Linked DNA regions of Capra hircus: region 1 is linked to region 2. The links are chromatin contacts, called in public Hi-C maps. All regions are on one chromosome and are shown on one strand. The core of a region is the stretch at or near the end of the contact, and the rest is flanking DNA. Distances in the headings are between cores, read along the strand shown. Region 1 overlaps KIAA1755. Region 2 overlaps RPRD1B (regulation of nuclear pre-mRNA domain containing 1B).

Evidence for each region. Hi-C and Micro-C count contacts between places; a contact is called where the count stands out from the background.
Region 1: a Hi-C map of blood shows a contact between it and region 2, with 2.8 times the contacts expected there. The contact joins two enhancer-like sites. A contact is called at or near these places in 4 of 5 Hi-C or Micro-C datasets (blood and liver).

What each region holds. Positions count from the first base shown.
Region 1 is chr13:66,660,366-66,667,044 of ARS1.2, forward strand. It overlaps KIAA1755, which reads right to left. Exons shown (of 13, transcript XM_018057849.1): 8 at 3,565-3,663; 9 at 2,532-2,680; 10 at 678-816. Among named protein-coding and RNA genes, the nearest start is that of KIAA1755, 29 kb to the right of the region's middle. Within about 2 kb of position 1,461, at least 2 of the 5 cell types and tissues checked have an H3K27ac peak or open chromatin away from gene starts, as enhancers often do.
Region 2 is chr13:66,499,842-66,506,790 of ARS1.2, forward strand. It overlaps RPRD1B (regulation of nuclear pre-mRNA domain containing 1B), which reads left to right. Exons shown (of 7, transcript NM_001319277.1): 5 at 220-346; 6 at 6,626-6,801. Among named protein-coding and RNA genes, the nearest start is that of RPRD1B, 27 kb to the left of the region's middle. Within about 2 kb of position 3,575, at least 2 of the 5 cell types and tissues checked have an H3K27ac peak or open chromatin away from gene starts, as enhancers often do.

The DNA.
Region 1 (6,679 bases), core at 211-2,710, 160 kb after region 2:
TCCCAGACTCCGTTTCCTCATCAGTGAGTAGGCGAAATCCTAAAGTCTTGCCTATGTCGCTGGTAAGGGATGAGGTTGAAAAGTGGTGATGGTCACAAAGGCTCCAGCCCAGGGCTTGGGGCAAAGCTGGTATTTAAGAAATGCAGCTTCTGGGGGGCTCCCTGATGGCTCACCGGTAAAGAAACTCCCTGCCAATGCAGGAGACACAGGTTTGATCCCTGGTTGGGGAAGATCCCATGTGCTTCAGAGCAACGAAGCCTGTGCATCACAACTAATGAGCCTGTGCTTTAGAGCCTAGGAGCTGCAACTACTGAGCCCAGCAAACCTAGAACCAGCAATAGGAGAAGCCACCATCATGAGACGCCTGTGCATCGTAACTAGAGTAGCTCCCGCTCGCCGCAACTGGAGAAAAACCCGTGCACAGCCATAAATAAACAAATATACAAAATTATATACATAAAATAAAAGTAGCATCTCGAGCTATGTCCTCAGTCACCAAGCACCCTTACGGAGTGCATGTCGTGTGCTCCAAGAACCCCTACCTGGCTCTCCAAGAAATGCCAACCTGGTATCTTTATACCAGAGCAAAGCGCCTGGCTGGGGCAGGGCCTGGAGCGGCAGGAGCCCCACTTCCACCCTCAGGTCCCTGGGCCAGCCTCCTCCTTCCCCTCTCTCACCTGGTGGATGGCAGCTTCCAGGCGGCCCAGACGGACACGGAGCTCCAGCCTTCTCAGGAGGTGGTTGGACACAGTGGCCAGGATGTGCAGCTGCTCATCCACAAGGCTGTAGAGGGCGGCAGCTTCGGCCAGATGGCTCCTGGGAAGCCACGGAGGGTGAGAAAAACCCAAGATGTTGATCCCTTGGCCCCCACTCCCTGCACTCCTGCCCAGCATAGGCCTGCCTCCCTAACTCCCTTCAACTCTGTGGCCTTGGCCTGGGTGCTTCAGCTGCTGACTTGCTGTGTGACCTTGGGCAGGTCCCCACACCTCTCTGGGCCTCAGCCTCGGCCTTCCGGGGGACTGGGAGGACCAGAGGCCACAGCAGGAAACCAAATGACCCTGTCTTTCCCTAGGAAGGTAGGAGCCGAGCTGGACAGATCTGGGTTCACACCCCAGGCCTGCTACCTTCCAGTAAGAGGAGCTTATGTAAATTCCTCACCCTTTCCGCATCTCCGTTTCTGTAACAGAACCCACTTCACAAGGTGGTTGCACCCTCCTCTGCCCTAGCGATCCTTTAGAAGGAAAAAGTAAAAGAGGAGAGGGAAGGAGAGTCCATTTTCCTGGAGGGAGCCTCATCTGACCGCACCTTCCCACGGGTCACTGCCTTTCCAGGGAATGGGTGAGCGCCCCGGGTGAGTGAACAGGATGGAAAATGCCAGGCTGTCTGGCAAAGGGCGGGAGGAAGCTGGGGACAGGCAGGAGCTGCAGAACCAACACGCAGAGTGGCTCACGTGGGACCACAGCGCCCCCTCGTGGAACTGCTGGTGGCCAGCGGTCTGGATGGGCCTATGGCGAAACAAAGGGGCCCTGGAGCCCAACCAGTCAGGCAGCGGCGTCCTGGGAAAGGCAGTGCCAGCCCCACCAGGCCATGTGAGGGGCAGGGAGATGACTCCACCTCCAGGAGCTGCTGTCCAGCGCTCACATCTGCATGAATCTGTCTGTGGGCACAGTTCAGGGTGGTGTGTTCAAGATTCTGGGCCAGGCTGCCTGGGTTTAAGTCCTGGCTGCATGACCTTGGGCAAGTCACTTATCCTCTCTCCGAGCTTCAGGCTCTTCCACTGTAAAATGAGGACGGTACTAGGATCCACTTTGTGGGTGGGAATTAAACATGTTGACATTCTTGAGGCCCTTAGAACAATGCTGTGCTCATACTAAGTGCTATTTGGGGTTGGTTAAATAACCAAAACATTCTTGGAAGATTACGCAAACTTTGTAATTGTGCTCATTCTAACAGAGACAAAATTTTTACAATTGCTGGCTGATTTAATTGCTGATTTGCACCCCACCCCATCCCTAACTTTAAGAAAATTGGTACTTTCTAGGAATGTGCACTGTTCGCTCTGTGGTTCTGAGACCGTGAAGTTCTCTCAGGCCCCTGCCAGGGAAGGCAGGGCAGTTCAGGGGTTAGTGTTCACAAAGCCTGGCTCTTACTTCCCTTCGCTCAGCCTCAGCATCCATCAGCCACATCACCCACATCATCCATTTAGGAGGATGTGGGCCTCATGTAATCTTAGGAAAAAGAGACAAGCTCTTGAAGGCCCTCAGCCCAGGGTTTAGGTCAAAGATGGTGCTTGGTTGATGATGGTCACCGGAAGCGGGGGAGCTTGTCCTCCAATGTCTGGGCTTAGGAGGGTCACAAAGAAGGGACTTGCCAAGGTAGAAGCCTCAGCTTGGGGTATGGGCACTGCAAACACCCCATCCCAGACATCCTCAGAGCCCACCCTATGTGTCCCCTCAGCAAAGTGGCCCCAGCTCTGGGTCCCAGCCTGGGGAACAAGATGCAGTAGGGGTGGAAAAGCCTGGTGCCCATACCTGACGTCCGGGTTGAAGTTCAGCCTGCTGCCCTCCTGTCTCAGCCTGGCCAGGGTGGCTCCGCCTTCCCGCTGGAGGCTCATCAGGCCTGGGTCCCTTAGCACGGCCTCCATCAGCTCCTTGGACTTGTTCAGACACCTGGAGGCCTCCTGCCAGGGTAGGGAAGTAGCCTGAGGCTCAGTTCCCACTCTCCTATAACCTTCCAGGGCTCCCCACTCCCTGATTCTGCCTGACTCCCCTTGAATACCCAACTGGTATTCAAGGTCTTACGGAAAGTCCATCCTTTCTATCTCTAAAACATCTCCTCAAACCAAGCTTCCTCTCATCACCATGGCAACCTCACTGGTCCAAGCACCATCATCTCTTTCTGGGACATCCATCCCAGGGCTCCGCTGATTTCCCCACAGCACCCTGGCTCCCTCTGTAGTCTGTTCTCTGTATGGCAACCAGACAGATCTCAAAGGGCCCATTTGATCATCCCACTGCTGCTTAGAACTGTCCAGCGGCTTCCCTTTCCATTTAGAATCAAATCCCAACTCAGCTTCTCCCTGATACAGTTGTGGACCTAGCAGGTCTCCTCCTTTTCCCCTACTTTGTTCCACACTGGCCTCCTTGCTCAAATATACCAAGCACAGCCCCACCTCAGGGCTTTGAACATGATTGCCCTCCACCTGGAGCACAGTCCTGTTCCTGTTCCCAGGGTTCCATCTCATCCTTCAAGGCTCAGCTTCAATACCCTCCTTCCCCATTACTCTCAATCTTACTTTCACAGCCTTTAGCATCACTTGTAGTGAAATGTCCATTTCTATTTACTTTTTTTTTTTTTTAATGACCTCTCACACTGCACCATGAGCCCCATGAAGGCAGGGACAAGTCGATCTGCCCCAGGCTGGGTCTCCAGGGCATGACACATAGTAACTGTCCAGTAAATATCAGCTGAATGAATCAATGAAAACAAAGCCCCTTCACTGAGCCCTTGGTCCATGGAATCCGGGGTGTGTTGTGGTTTCCCCACTTCTGGCCCCTGGCTCACCTGCACCCCTCCAGGGGGCTCACCCTTCTCAAACTCCTCGATGGAAGCCTTTAGCAGGCAGGAGGCCTGGCGAAGGTCAACAAGGAAAGGATCCAGCTTCTGCAGGACAGGAGGCCCAGAGTGGGGGTGTCAGCCTGCGAAGAGGACACCACTCCCCTCCACCCACCAGGAGGACATGCAGGCTGGTGGTTCTCAAACGTTAGCTGCATCAGAATCACCTGGAAAGCCAGTTAAAATCCAGGCTGCAGGACTTTCCTGGTGGGCCAGTGGTTAAGACTTTGCCTTCCAATGCAGGGGATGCAGGTCTGTCTGATCCTTGGTCGAGGAGTTAAGATTCTACATGCCTCTCGGCCAAAAAACCAAAATGTAAACTAGAAGAAATACTGTGACAAATTCAATAAAGAATCTTAAAATGGTCCACATCAAGAGAATTATTATTTTTTTAATCCAGGCGGTTGAGCCCTCCCCCCAAGTTTCTGGTTTAGTTTTTCTGGGGTGGGTCATGAGAGCGCACATTTCTAACAGGTTCCCAGGTGAGGCTGATGCTGCTGGTCCAGGGACCACAGTTTGAGAACCACTCATGCTGGAAATGAGAGGGAAAAAGACAGAGGACAGGTCTGACCTACTCCCAGGCCACTGGGGTATAGTGGGGGAGGGAACAGTAGGAGGGGTGAGATGGCAGGGTTGGAGGCCATCTTCTCTGGGTCCCACTTCAGCCTGGCTTTACCACTTGCTAGCTATGAGGCCTTGGGCAAGGTTCTTAACCTTTCTGTGCCTCCACTTCCTCTATAAAATGGGAGCACAGTAGTTCCTGCCCTAGAGGCTTGTGTGAAGACTAAATGGGTTTTTTGGTGCCAGGCACTTAGAATAGCATCCTTAGTCATCTTCATTATCAGCTTTATGAAAGTGAAAATGCTAATCGCTCAGTGTGTACAACTGTTTGCGACCCCATGGACTGTAGCCCACCAGGCTCCTCGCTCTTTGGGATTCTCCAGGCAAGAATACTGAAGGCCATTCCCTTCTCCAGGGGATCTTCCTGACCCAGGGATCAAACCCAGGTCTCCTGCATTGCAGGCAGATTCTTTACCATCTGAGTGACCAGGGAAGCCTCTATAGGCTGGGTCTATAGGTAAGATTCTATTTAAAGGGAAGGCATTAAAGCAAAAATATAGTTTAAAAGCCCCTGGAGGAACTGGAGATCTCTGGAGAGGGGAACTGGGGGCCTGCGGGACGAGTAGGGTAAGAGATTTTTCAGTTTATACACTTCTGTACTAATTGAATTTTGAATGTATGGTCTGTTTGAAAATAGATTCAATTAAAAAGAAGAGCGCGGGCCAAAACCAAACAAGCAAACGGCCATGTGAGACTAGAGACTGGTGGTTCTCAGTGGGGATGGTCTCCCACGCCAGGGGACACCTGGTGATGTCTGGAGACAGTTTCGGTTGTCATCATTTGGAGGAAGCTATTGTCAGAGTGGGTAGGGTCCAGGGCTGGTACTAATCTCTTGACAGTGTGCAAACAGCTCACCCCCAAAATGAATTATCCAGCTCCAAATAGGATTAGTGCTGAAGTCGAGCTGCCCCGGGCCCAGCTCTCAGCACTGGTTCTCGGGAGGTTTAAGCGCATAAGCACCTGTGTGCTGCTGCAGAAGTCGTGCCCATCCTGTGCTTCCTCATGTGCTAAACCGGGCAGGAGATGCCCCCTTGCAGGGTTGGGGTGAGTAGGGACTGAGGTCACATGGGAAAGCAGCAGACCCCTGGCAGTTTCCTTAGTTCCTCTCTCTTACAGGAGGGAGCACGCCTGCCTCCCCCACCAGATCCCAAGTTCCCCGAGATTTGTGCGTCCACAAAGCAGATGCCTGTAAATGTGTTTGCAGGAAACACTCCCATCACTCTTAGCATGTGGCAGACACTCTTTCTTCTAAGCTCTTTACCCCAAGTCTCACACTAGCCCCAGGAGGAGGTACTCTTCTTAACCCCCATTCTGTTATTGAGGAAAAGGGCTCAGAGAAGGTGTATAACTTCCCCAAGGTCACACAGCAGAGCTGGGGGTGGGAGCCAGGCCGTCGGGCCCCAGAGCCTGAGCTCTTCTTCACTCCACTCTGCACCCTCATTATCAGTGTTTGTTGAATGACTGTTTTTGAACCAGATAAGTTCAGGTGGGTCCATGGAACAGGATAGAGAGTAGAGAAAGAGAAGGGATGAGGGTGCGGGCTGAAGGCTGTGATGATAGACACCTGGAAGAATTGCACCCACTCGCCATGACAGTAGGGGAAGGGGCCTTCCAGGGCCGTAGGGAGCTGGCTGGGGTCCACGTGGTGGCTCAGGGCCTTCAGTGAGGTCAGCACCTCTACCTGCAGACACACACACACAAAAATTCATTCTGACCAGGGAACTCAATGTAGAGACCAATGTCTCAGAAGGTCCTGCCCAGATCCATGCCCCAGCATTTCTCCACCTCCCATGGGTAAGACTGCCCCTGGCTTGAAGAGTTACTTTCTGGGCAAGGAATTTTCTCTGGAAACTCTGATAAATCAAAGTTGAGAGCCAGACCCTGTGTAAGGAATTGCAAACAAACAGCGCCCATACTGCCACTCTCCTAGCCTGTGATGGAGGCAGACATCATTAATTGATCACGGCACTCCTTCCCTCTGCGCTGGGCTCTTTCCAGCACAGTTGTCCAGGCAATCACATGAACCGATTAAAGCTGGCCCTTGTGCAACTTTTCTGCTGTCCTTGTACCTTCTGGAGACCCATGAAGATGTTCTTGGGGACGTTGAGAAAGGTTGCCAAATCTTAACAGTACCCACTAAGATGTGGAGAAGGGACTAGTTGACTGATTCTCCCAGGTGGTGAAGCTTGAGGCTTATGGTACAAACAGCTCCAGATACCTAAGCTTGGGATGGGGAGAATTCTGTGGGGTTCTGGAGCCCACTTTTCATCCCTGGTTTTTCAAGTGGGCTCCACGGACCAGCAGTCCCAGCAGCACTTTAGGAACATGCTAGAATGCAGAATCCCAGGCCAAACCCAGAACCACTTAATCAGTACTTGGGGAACCAGTGATTCCCCAAGAAATCTGTAGGCACCCCTGGTGTTTGAGTGGTAAAGAATCTGCC
Region 2 (6,949 bases), core at 2,325-4,824:
GTTCTGCCTCATACTTAGAAATACAGCGTGCATTCTCTTAGAATCCGTATCACTGATTCAGTATACACTCTGGGGTAAGGACAGTGGTTCTTTTTTAAATGTCAGGGATGATCATTTATAGAATTCGCCTTCACCTTGTTGAACTCCAGCTAAGTTTCTCTAAACCCCACATCCCCACATATCTTCACGGATGGTGTTATCTTTGTTTTCTTTGTACAGACTGAGGAGCTGATCAAAGCTTTGCAGGACCTAGAAAATGCTGCATCAGGGGATGCTACTGTCCGACAGAAAATTGCTTCTTTACCCCAGGAAGTGCAAGACGTTTCTCTTTTGGAAAAAATAACAGGTGAGAAGTTAGAGGTCGGGTGAAGGATGAGGGAGGGGAAACATATCTCCAGTGCATCAGACCCCAGGACATGCCAACGTCTGCAGATAGAGACCTTCCACCTGGGGCTGGGTGCTCTGTTGTCTTGAGATTTGCAAACATAACTCACAGACTGAACAGAGGAGCTGCTGGCGTAGTCTGAGCTTGAATACTCGAGGAGTTATTGCGGAAATGCAGCGTGCCTCAGCCTGTGGTACTCAGTTTAAGTAAGGTCTTTTGAAACCAGGGTACAAACTGTGTGTGCAGGAGGGCAAAGGAGGGGGAAGCATTAAACTCAAGACCCCCTCAACAAATAAGAGATGTATGGCTCAGTGTCATGGTTTTTACACTGTACCCTGCCACGCCCCCTTGAGGTTCTTCAGTGCCAGGAACCCCGGGTTTATATGGTTAGTCATATCACCTTGGCCTTGTGGTGATCACCCCCAATTAAACAGGGAGGGGTGGTTGACATTCTTCCCGCTCTATGTGTGGTCAGTCGAGAGGAAGGAGTGCGCGTGAACTCCACACCCCGCCCCGCCCCCGCCCCCACCTGCATTTAGGAAGCAAGCTGTGAGGAGATGTGAGGGAAGGCAGTGCTACTCAGACAGAGGGGCCGGGAAGCCCTTCAGGCAGGAGTGGGATAGCTGGAGAACACAGCCTGGCCTCTTGGCTCGCTCTCTGCTCCCCCCACCCCAGATATCAAACCCACTGGATTGAACAACCTGTTGAGCGTACAGGCTGTTGATCTTTCCCCCTTTTCCCAACCTTTAGCCCCCTCCTGGCCTCGTGTTCTGTTACTCGGCTTCGGATCTTTATAATCACCCTTCACACACACCCTCAGTGCCTTTTGCTCTTTTTCCCCTTCACCCTATAGTCTCCTGGAAAAACCCAACTTTTTGAATCACAGTCTGCAAAACTGAAAACAAGTTAACATAAAATTAGCAGCATGTGTAATTGCATTTGTCTGTTTTCACTGACTTAAAGGACTTCAGTTTCAGTTCAGTTCAGTCGCTCAGTCGTGTCCAACTCCTTGCGATCCCATGAATTGCAGCATGCCAGGCCTCCCTGTCCATCACCAACTCCCAGAGTTCACTCAAACTCACATCCGTCAAGTCAGTGATGCCATCCGGCCATCTCATCCTCTGTCGTCCCCTTCTCCTGCCTCCAATCCCTCCCAGCATCAGAGTCTTTTCCAATGAGTCAACTATTCGCATGAGGTGGCCAAAGTACTGGAGTTTCAGCTTTAGCATCATTCCTTCCAAAGAACACCCAGGACTGATCTTTAGAATGGACTGGTTGGATCTCCTTTCAGTTCGAGGGACTCAAGAGTCTTTTCCAACACCACAGTTCAAAAGCATCAGTTCTTTGGCGCTCAGCATTCTTTACAGTCCAACTCTCACATACGTGACCACTGGAAAGGACTTACATGGCTTTTAAAAAGTATTTATTTATTTTGATTTTTAATTATGGTGAAATACACCTAACAAAACTTGCCATCTTAACCATTCTGAAGTGTGCCATTCAGAAGAGCTGAGTACATTCACGTTGTACAGCCAATTTCTGGGACTCATTCCATCTTGCAGAACTGAAACTGTCTATCATTAAAGTAACAATTCACTGTCCCCATCCACCCCCCAGCTCCTGGCAGCCGTCACTCACAATTGTATGTGGCTGGACAAAACAAATGATAAACATTGGCTAACTTCTCTTCCTATTTCTGTGGATGAGCATGCTGTTTTCTAAAGCAGCCCATTAGCCTAGTAAGCCTGTTTCTTCTTACCCACCCAAGGGCACGTTCCAGCAATTTTCCCCTTTTCTCCTGCATCTCCAGTCCCTCCCCCGCCCCCGCCCCACTGGGTCATTCTCCATAGCATAAAAATACATATTTTTTTCCCATGTGGAAAATTTTTTTTTCTTGGCCTGGTACATTCCTCTGGCTATTGTCTCCTTGCTCTGTTGTGTAGCTGAACATTCTAAATAGATGGCATATACTCATCTGTCTCTATTCTCCCCGCTCCCCCTTTTGGTTTCACTTCACTTACTGCTCTTATCAGTGTTGGCTGATGACTTCCATGTTGCTAAATTCAGTGGTGAATGTTTTCTGCCCATTGTGTGTGGTGCAGAGTATAAAAAGAGACAAAGTTTCTGACATAGACATCAGAAGGGGGATGGAGAGTGCCCCCCTCACTAGTCTTATCAAGGCCTTATATATTTTTGCCCATTCTTAATTTGGCCCAGTTGATCATTTCTTCTTCCTAAAAATACTTTCTCACTTGGTGTGGTAGGCAGAATAATGGTCTTCCCCAAATGTCCATGTTCTGATCCTTAGAGCCTGCAAATATATTGTCTTACATAGAAAAAGGGACTTTGTGGATGTGGTTGAGTAAAGAATCTTGCGGCGGGGAGGTTATTCTCCTGGGTTAGTCGAGTGGGCCGGGTCCTTGGAAGAGCAAGGAGAGCAGGAGTAAGAGATGTGACTGGGGAAGCAGAAGTTGGAGGGATGCATTTTGAAGATAGAGGAAAGGGCCATGATGATAAATGTCAAGATAGTACGTTTGTGTTGTTCTAAGCCACCAGGTTTCTGATGCTGTGTTACTGGCGGCAGGGGGAAGCTGGGACGGCGTATGTTCTGGCCTTCCTCTCTAACCTCGTGTCTTTTCAGGCTCCTTTGTTGATTTCTTCCCTTCTTCTCCTCTTAATTTTGAATAAATTAGCTCTCTTCCCTAGTTAGTTTCACTGACATTTCCTTTCATCCTGTTTGATGACTTTAAATAACAATTTTTGTGCTAATGATCCCCTAGTTTACATCTCTAGGGTTGACCTCTTCCTTGAACTTGAGACCCATACATCCAGCCTCTTGCTCTGAGTGTTACTGAGTTGGATATCCTGAAAGACATTTCAGACTTGACCTGCCTCAAACCAGACTCCTCTTCCCTCCAAATTTGTCTCATGGTCTTCCCTATCTCAGTAGATGACCCTCTCATCATTCCTGTTGATCTGAACTACTGCTTGAACCTGACACCTGTTACCACCTCCGCTGCTGCCGCCTAGTGGGAGTCTCCACCATCTTCACTCGAATTATCCCAGTAGCTTCCTGTCTGCTCTCCCTGCTGCCTCTTGTCCCCCAGTCATCCGTCTGTCTTCAACATAGTAACCAGAGTGATCCACTAAAATAGAAGTTGGATCATGCCCCACTCTGCTCAGAACACTCTAGTCATGTGGGCTTCTTGCCAAGCACTCTCCAAGGGCCCTTGTACTTGACTGTTTCTTCTGCCTGGAATGATCTTCCCCAGATGGTCACATGACTTGTTCTCTCACCACCTCCTTCCAAATGCTTTGCCTTTTTGTTCTCAAGAGTTATCTTCAGCTGGTAAATAAGTAAAATATAGTGTATTATTTATTTCTCTTCCTCCCTGAGAATGTAAACTTGAAGGCAGAAAGTTTTGGTCTTTTGTGTTACTAGAACAGCGTTGGACACACAATAGCAGTCCACATATATGTCAGGCTGCTTGGAAGGGTTGGGGTATGAAAGTCTGACTGGAGTGAGTTTAGTGACCTGGTAGGAGAGAGGGTGGGGACCACGAGGAGAGACAGCTCCGTCGAGTAGCTCCGCTGTAAAAGGAGCAGGCATGTGGCACGGTAGCTGGGGAGTGACCCATGGTCAGAAGGTAGAGCAGTGTGTGCGCTAGTGGGAATGCTTCCGGAGGGAGAGACGGCTGGGGACACACAGGTGACGGTCCCAGACACTTGGGTCTTGGAGGAAGCAGATGGGGTGCCCATGTGTAAGTGACTGAAAGAGGCACACAGCGCTTGTCTGTGGACTTGGGAGGGCAGAGCATTTGAGGGTAGCCACTGGTGAGTTCCCCAAAGTGAGCATCTCACTGCTACATTTCAACTGCATTTTTTTCTTTGGCTCATAAAACTATCACAGGTTCTTTTTCTGGGTTGTAATTATTTGTGTGAATGAATTATTTCCCTTGTACAACTTCGTGGAGTGTGAGAATTGATTTTTTTTTTTTTAATCTCAAAAAGTAGTGTTTTACTTGTCATTTTCTGCCACAGGCCCTGAAACATTTTAATGAAATTAACCATTACAAAAATAGTTTAGCAGTGACGAAGGTAACCAACCTAACGACCCCAGCAGCTTGTTCCTAGACTGTGCCACCGGTCTAGAAGAATAAGTTTTGCTGTCCTCTTTACCCTCGGTGACTGAAACTGTCTCTCTCCTTTGTTTTTTCTTTGGCTCACTCCTCCTCCACCAAGAACATCCTGTTGTTTCCTTGTCCCGGGGGAGCCTAGAAGTACCTGATCTTTGGCATCAGGCCTAATTTGGAATCCCTCAACAGTTCACCTTCCAGTATTCATGTTGAGGCAGCATCTAATAGTCAGGCACTGTTTGCCAGAGAAACTCTGTGGGGAATTCTTAAATCTGGGTTACCTATGATTGTGCTGAACTCTCTCACCTTGACCGCCTGTATTCAGAGGAAGCAACAAATCTGTATCACTGACACTCACTTTCAGCTTATCCCATGGAACTACTGGCGTCTCTAGTGCTTTGTTTCAAAGCACCGAACTCTCTTGATCCTTTAAAGCCTTTTTAGCTATGACAAACCTAGACAGCATATTAAAAAGCAGAGACATCACTTTGCCAAGTCCGTATAGTCAAAGCTGTGCTTTTTTAGTTGTCGTGTACTAATGTGAGAGTTGGGCCATAAAGAAGGCTAAGTGCCAAAGAATTGATGCTTTTGAATTGTATTGGAGAAGACTCTTGAGAGTCCCTTTTACAGCAAGGAGATCAAACCAGTCAACCCCAAATATTCATTGGAAGGACTGATGCTAAAGCTTCAGTACTATCAGCCACCTGATGTGAAGAGCTGACTTATTGAAAAAGATCCTGATGCTGGGAAAGATTAAAGGCAGGAGGAGAAGGGGGCGACAGAGAATGAGATGGTCGGATGGCATCACCGACTCAATGGACATGAGTTTGAGCAAAATCAGGGAGATAGTGAAGGACAGGGAAGCCTAGCGTGCTGCAGTCCATGGGGTTGCAAAGAGTTGGGCACGACTTAGCAGCTGAACAACAGCAACAGCAACATACATACTTAAGTGTTAACCTCACCGTCCCCACACGTAATTAAGTACATCAGATTTTTAAAATACAAATCATCCTTTGTCTTTTCTTACTTCTGAGGTTGAGTGTGGTTCACCACTTTTTCCCAAGGACACCCTTTCTTATACTTTGATTCTTCTGCAGTTTCTTCCCCAATGAGTTGCAACCCATTAATTAGGCCTGAAGTCAGTCTGGTAGATAATAACCAAGCTTTTTCTTTTTTTTTTTTAAATGAGATGGCAGATAGAATGCTCTGTACACACTGAAGGAAATATTGTCTAATAAAACTTTGGTTTCTTTTTTAATATATATTTATATAAAGTGTATTTCTTAGCATGGGTCACATTCAAAAGCATTTAAAAGCTTCTGTCTTATCAGACTCTATATTTTGCTGAACAAGAGGTTTAATGCTTACAGAGATTAAGAAATATAATCTTACAGGTCCATTTTATTTACTTTTAATCAAGCTTTTCTTTTTTTGTCTATTGAATTTGTTATAATGTTGCTTCTGTTTTATGTTTTGGTTTTTTGGCCATGAGGCGTGTGGAATCTTGGCTTTCCAACCAGGGATCGAACCCACACCCCCTACGTTGAAAGGTGAAGTCTTAACCACTGGACCACCAGGGAAGTCCCTATAGGTCCATTTTAAAGCGATGGTTTTGAGTCCACAGCTCCTCAGCAAAGCCCACGATACTGAATCTGTTGTGTAGCTTTTATTGTCTTAGTTTTCACACTCAAGAAATGGGTGCTTACTTTGTATTTCAGATGGATATGCAAAGAATATTTAATGATGTAATATGAAGAAAGCAGTTTTGAAATTTTCAGAGATGGGGAAATATTGTTTCACATATGACTGTAAATCTCTCTGTTTATTTGTAGAGCTTTTGTAGGAATAGGCATTTTGAAGTTCTTTGTCAGATTCACCTCTTTGTACAATTGTCTCATTTCAGAAAGTTCAGAAAGGTCCCATTTTGTTGACAGGAGTAAGTACCTTTGATTTATTTTGCCAGCCAGTCCATTGTGTACAGGTTCCAGCCTATTCTTGGACTTGGGTGTTAGGGGAGAAACTGCTAACCTCCCCCAGAAGTCTTTGCAATTATGCCTGTGTCATTATTTATTGTCTCTCTCTTTTTGGTCTCGCTTGTATTTAGACAAAGAGGCAGCTGAACGTCTTTCAAAAACAGTAGATGAAGCATGTCTGTTACTAGCCGAATATAATGGGCGCTTGGCGGCGGAGCTGGAAGACCGACGCCAGCTGGCTCGGATGTTGGTGGAGTACACCCAGAACCAGAAAGACGTTTTGTCAGAAAAGGAGAAAAAACTGGAAGTGAGTACATGGCAAGGCAGACCCAAACTCCCCAAGTTTACCTTCCTGGAGCCCACATTAGGAGGGTTTTATTATGCCTTAATTAGCACATTTTTTTCTTTAAAACATTCATGAGATGAGAACATCCATCAGATACTGTAATGATTTA